Linked DNA regions of Drosophila melanogaster: region 1 is linked to region 2. The links are chromatin contacts, called in public Hi-C maps. All regions are on one chromosome and are shown on one strand. Each heading gives the region's core, a stretch centred on a gene start, on an enhancer-like site or on the middle of the called end of the contact. The rest is flanking DNA. Distances are from core to core; before and after follow the strand shown.

Region 1 (2,826 bases), core at 104-2,603, 820 kb before region 2:
CATGGTGGTCACGTACTCGTATAGCTCCTCTGTGGATTGAAAAATGAAATTTAGCTCCAGAACATGCCATTGTATAATATTAATAACTAAAGAAGCCATCCTCACCGGTGAACTCCTTGGTGGCATCCAACGGATCTACCCAAACAGTGACATCCTGGGCATTTACGGTCACATCCGGTATCTGTGCGGTCTCGTGGAGGACCGTTGGATCTAGATCATAGCCGTGTGCCTGCTTGCAGTGCTCCTTGTCCTCCTCGGAGAAGATTTGTACGCGGGGAAAGATTCGCTGCAGGCCCTGCTTCATCACACAATGTGACCGGCCGTCGGCATCCGTGAAGGGATCATTGACGCCCTCGTCCGTCTTGCCCTTGCTGCGCTCCTTCAGCTGGCGACTCCGGGCCACGTCCAGTACCTCGAGACCGCCACGCTGGGCGGCCTGTATGGCGGCTATTAGCATCTTGCGTAGATTGACGCGGCTGGGATTCTCACTGCGCAGCATGCCGTAGATCGCTGGCCGCTCCTCCTGATGGAAATTGAGGAAGTAGACCAGGACAAAGGTCAGCAGGATGGCCACAATGGTGGCCGGCAGCCGGTTGATGCGAATGGAGCGTCCGTTCATCTTGTCTTCGCTCATCTATTATATGCTAGACTATATACTATATTCTATTCTATTCTATCTATGCGTGTATCAGTGTGCTGTCGTATTTGCCAGATCACCACATTGAGATCAACCCAGATGCTGTCTTGAAAAAACCCTCGCAAGAACTGAAACGAAAAACACTTGATGATGGCGCGTCGGTGGGTGTGGACGGCGGGGGCGGGGGCACAGGTGTTTCTTTCTGCTCTTTGTGGCGAGGGGGGAGCACAGGTGAGCTATGCTCGGTGCCGATCTATTCAATTTCACGTCCACGTTGCGCGTTTTTTCCCCCAAAAACAGCCCCAAACAAAACCAAACAATAACAAACTAGAGCTGGCATTAAATCGATAGGCGCCATCGATACATTCGGAACAGCGAATTTATGTTAAGATCAATAATTGTGAAGATCAGCGGTATTAAATTATTTAGTTCACTTAATGTACTAACATTAAACTTAGGATTCGAATATGTTGACCACAACGTCGTCGAAAATATCGATACTTAGCTATCATTGATACTATTTACGAAACGATATTACCAAGTAATATATAGTTTATACCGTCCATTTTCGATACACTCAATTATATTAGAAATTTGATTTTGTGCTTTTATTTAGGTTCACTGATATAATAAAATCAACAAGCTGCAATATTAATCGATGTTCCAAGAGACTTATCGATTTTCCAATTCTACGACCGTATCGATAGTATCGAACAGATATCGATGTGGTTCCAGCTCTAATAGTCGTGGATTTCGGAACATTAATTTGTATTTTTTGCGTCGCGTCGCCCCAGAAAGTCCAATCCAACAGCAAATCGCGCGTTTTCCAAAGAACAACAACCCCGAAAAATTCGAAAATAATAATTTTCTTGTTTTTTTTTTCTGTTTTCCTGCGGCAAAAATTCCAATTTTTTTCGTAACATCTAAACAACAACAACAAAAAAAGTGCGTGCGCGTGCAGAAGCGAAAAAAACCGAATAAATTGTGGGCGAATCAACAAGCAAAAGAGAATGAGCGATGATGAGGAGAAGAGGCAAAAAAAGCAGAGGCAGTTGTCGTAGTACTAGTACCAAAAAGAAACTGCGAAAACTGCTAAAGTGACAAAAACAACAACAGCAAGTAACGAAAGAGAAAAGCAAAAGAAGGTAAAAAGAATGAAGGCGAATAAAAAATAAGCGCAAAAATATACGTCTACAAAAAAGCAGCAGCAACAACTACACAAAAATTAACTTAAAAAAGTCGTGAATTCATCGTTCAGTATATATATATATATATGTATATATATATATAAATCAACACACACACATACGAAGAGTGAGAGCGAGAGAGCGTGCGTTATTTATTTTATATTTTCGTTAATCATTTTTCGCATTTTGTGAAACAAGTTGGAAAAGCGACAATACAAAATACAGCAACAACAATAGCAGCAGTAAGCAGTTTGCACCACTTGGAAGAGGTATTTATGTTTGTTTGTTTGTCTTTGCCCCGTGTATTCTTATTAGCAGTCGTTGAGAGAGGGAGGAGGCACAGCATGTTCTTATTAGATCAGCCAGACTTCTTTTTCGTCTGTCTTGCTCCTCACTCGATTCGCCGTTATTTATGTAACAAGTGTGTGCGTGCTAAATGAAGTGCTCGCGCTCTCTTCTTCCCCCCTCTCTTCATACGGTTTCTGTTGCTCTCTCTCTCGCTCGCACTCTTTGCATTTGATGATTTGATTTTGTTCACTTAGTAAAGTTGCTGTAATGTGGCTGCCACCCAAAAAAAAAAATAAAAAAAAAACAAGAACAAAATAATGAAAATGAAGCAAAAATAAATAATAAAAGCTCCACCGCAAAGCGCATTGAACTGGTTTATGTTGTGCTCGCTTCTTCTGCTCTCCTCATTCTTCCTTTACTCTATGTTTCTTCTCCTACTTCTGCTTCTTCTCTCTTCTTGGTTATCAACATGATGCCAGAAAAAAATATATAAAACAGTAACAAGAACAACAACAACCACAAAAGCAACGGCCACAGAATGGAATTTGCGGATCTTTTGTTGTTGTTTCGTTTGCTTTGAGCCGAACTTCTCATTCTTCTTCGGGATCTCCCTTCGCCTGCCCCTCTTAAGTATTTGTTCTCCTTTTTATTCATTTACCCAACTACAGTGAGCACCCATTAATCGAAGTCTTTGTTTATCCCTTATTTTGATTA
Region 2 (2,984 bases), core at 60-2,559:
TGCTGCTGCTGGCCTCGTTGTTTTTGCATTTGCTGCTATTCTTATTACTTTTATTATTAGCCATGTTTTTCGCACTGACCACAAGCGAACCATTATTGTTGTTGTTCACATTGTTGTTGTTTTGCTGCGTTGTTGTTGTGTGCACCAGTGGCAGCGACGTTGGCGGCGCAGCAGCAGCGACGCCGGCAGAGAATGCCGACGCAGGCAGCGGCGCAACAACAATCTCCTCGCTTAGCAAAAGCGTTCGCTCATCACAGTCGGCAGCGCCGCCGGCGGCGACGTCAACGTCGGCAGAGACGCCAGCAGAGCCGTTGGACAGCATTGCGGTTGCAGCAAAACGATTCGATTTCGATTTCGCGGCTAACGGTGCATTTCGAGGGGGCGGCGTGGTGGGCGGGGCCAGGGCCAGCATAGGTATATCTTTATATATATATATAGCTGCGCCACACACACACACAAACACTTAGTTAAATCGCAATTTGTGTGTGCAAAATAATGACAACCCAAAAAAAAAGCCAAACAAAATCAGCACTTGCACAAAGGCACACAAATATATATTTCTATATTTTTTTTAGCACAGTTAACGCGCACCTCTGTAAACAGTAATAACAAAAAAAAAAACAAGCAGCAACAGCTACCGCAACTGCGACGTCGACGGAGGCAGCGGCTGCGGCAGAGGCGTCGGTGACCTGCACTTTAGTTCCCGACCAGAAACTCGCGTTTATAAATAAATATATGCATGTGCATTTAATAAATCCGTTAGCGCGCGCTCTGTTGCTCTTGTCCTGCGAATTCGGATCTCGGATTTTTTCGGATCGGAGCGATACAGTCGGAACAATCGTGTGTGTATATTTGGCAGCGCTTCGAATTTCTGTTCTGTTCTGTTCCGTTTTGTTCGAACGCACTGGCGATGACACCCGGCCGATAGCGCGACTGTCCGATAAGCAGCACGCCAATTGCGATATCTAGATAGCTGCCTAGATAGTTTTTGTAAAGGTAAAAATCTAGGAAAAGTGCCAAACTATAAAGTATTTAATTCTTAAATTTCCGAAAATAAATAGTTAATGCATTCAGAATGAAAAATACTTAGTGGTAATAATATAATGTAGCATTTAGCTTAAAGTAAAATTGTTTCAATTTGATATATAAAAAGTTATGCTTAGATTTAGCACATAAATGTTTGCACAAAATAATAAAATAAAAATGTTTAAATTTCGCATATAATTGCAAGAACTACATTTTTAATATCTTGAACAACACTGCTTAGCCCATCCGTCGACTATCGATGGCTTATCGATATGCGCAAACTAGCAGTTCTTCCATCCCTATAGAGATGAGCGAAATTGCAATTTTCTGTTTTAATATTCGCAGCAGAAAAAACAACAAATAAACAGCAATAAATTGGAATATATGGGATATATAGCCGCGATTTAACTTGCTTAAATCGTAAGACTGAAAAAGCGTGTAAAGCCCGCCGAGGTGAAGTCGCCAAAGCGAGGAAACTCGCTCATCTCTATTACAAATACGAAAATGAAACTGCGTGCATTCTAAATGGTAAGTTAAACGTCCAGAAAAAACGGTTAGTGCTGTTCACTAAACAAAATACACAAATAACCGGCTATAATTAATTGTTTTCCAATTGCTGTGAGGAAAAGCAATAAACATTCCTCGGCATTTGCAGCAAAAACAACAATCAAAATAAGCACGCACACTAATACGCAAATGTTTTTCTCTATTTTCGTTTATTTCTCTTTTTGTTTGTAAAACAAAGTGCATAAAACGCAACAATTACACGCTTTAATGGTTTTGTACACTTCGATAAATTGTGAAATACATTTTCATGCAAAACCAAAACACACCCACTTTTTACCTGTGCGAATGTGTGTGTGCATGTGGAAAATCCTTTTACAGTGCGCGAAATGAAAACAAGTGCGAAAATCTATAAATAAGTGCAATGCTTATGTTTATAGTTTTTATTACCATGACTCACATAGAAAATTACTTTGTCTGCAAAAATAGAACGCACAAATATTGCCGGTTCAAAAATACCGGTTAGCCCGGTTAAGAAAATGCAAAAAAAAAAAACAATGTTTAAGAACCACAACCACTTTGGCCACAAAACCCTAGCCCACATTTAATTTCAATTAAAATTACGTAAAAGAAGAAAAAAAATGTCTCATTCAATGAGTAAACCCCTAGCGGTTATATTTTGTTAACTGAGTTATCTAAAAAAAAAAAACAAATTCTAAAATAGAAAAATGAGTGTGTAAGGTAATTTCCGGCATTCATATGGAACACTCTAGAGGAACTATGTATTTAAAAATACTTTGCCCTAGAAAATGTGTTGAGCTGCTTAAAAGTTTGAGGTACACACACCTTTTACAATCCATTTAAATATTCAAAAAACACGTCGTCACGTTTGTGACATCAAGTTCTAGTAATATGTAGAAATACCTTGGAAATTTAACTAGTTGCATTATTATTATTATTATTATTCAAATATATGTATCTATTTAATTACAATATTTAAATTTCTCTACCATGCCAGCCACATGGGAACCATGACCAAGGACTACGACTATCTGCTAAAGGTTCTACTGGTGGGCGACAGCGATGTGGGCAAGCACGAGATTCTCTCAAACCTGGAGGATCCCTCCACGGAGAGTCCCTTCTGCAGTGGGAACGGTAAGTGCTGGGTATATCCTTTGAACGACCACCGGATATGCAAGCCAATCTAATAGACTGCACATCTCATATCCTTCAAACGGTAGCCTACAAGACGACCACCATCCTGCTGGAGGGCAAGCGGGTGAAGCTGCAGCTGTGGGACACCTCCGGCCAGGGACGCTTCTGCACGATCATTCGCTCCTATTCGCGCGGCGCCCAGGGCATCATCCTCGTCTACGACATCACCAACAAGTGGAGCTTCGACGGTATCGATCGGTGGCTCAAGGAGGTCGACGAGGTCAGTTGGAAATTAAAAA

Evidence for each region. A called contact is a pair of places that touch in the nucleus more often than the background predicts.
Region 1: a contact with region 2 is called in a Hi-C map of the Kc167 cell line, with 5 times the contacts expected there. The contact joins the promoter of HDAC4 here to the promoter of Rab40 in region 2. A contact is called at or near these places in 4 of 107 Hi-C or Micro-C datasets (the Kc167 cell line and embryo).

What each region holds. Positions count from the first base shown.
Region 1 is chrX:13,284,159-13,286,984 of dm6, reverse strand. HDAC4 (Histone deacetylase 4) reads left to right here and starts at 1,353. Exons shown (of 14, transcript NM_001272578.2): 1 at 1,353-2,093. CG15743 reads right to left here and starts at 1,278. Exons shown (of 2, transcript NM_001298268.1): 1 at 106-1,278; 2 at 1-29. The coding sequence starts at 634.
Region 2 is chrX:12,461,437-12,464,420 of dm6, reverse strand. Rab40 (Rab40,) reads left to right here and starts at 1,309. Exons shown (of 5, transcript NM_167323.2): 1 at 1,309-1,554; 2 at 2,549-2,685; 3 at 2,742-2,965. The coding sequence starts at 2,553. CG42258 reads right to left here and starts at 893. Exons shown (of 6, transcript NM_132573.3): 1 at 1-893. The coding sequence starts at 322.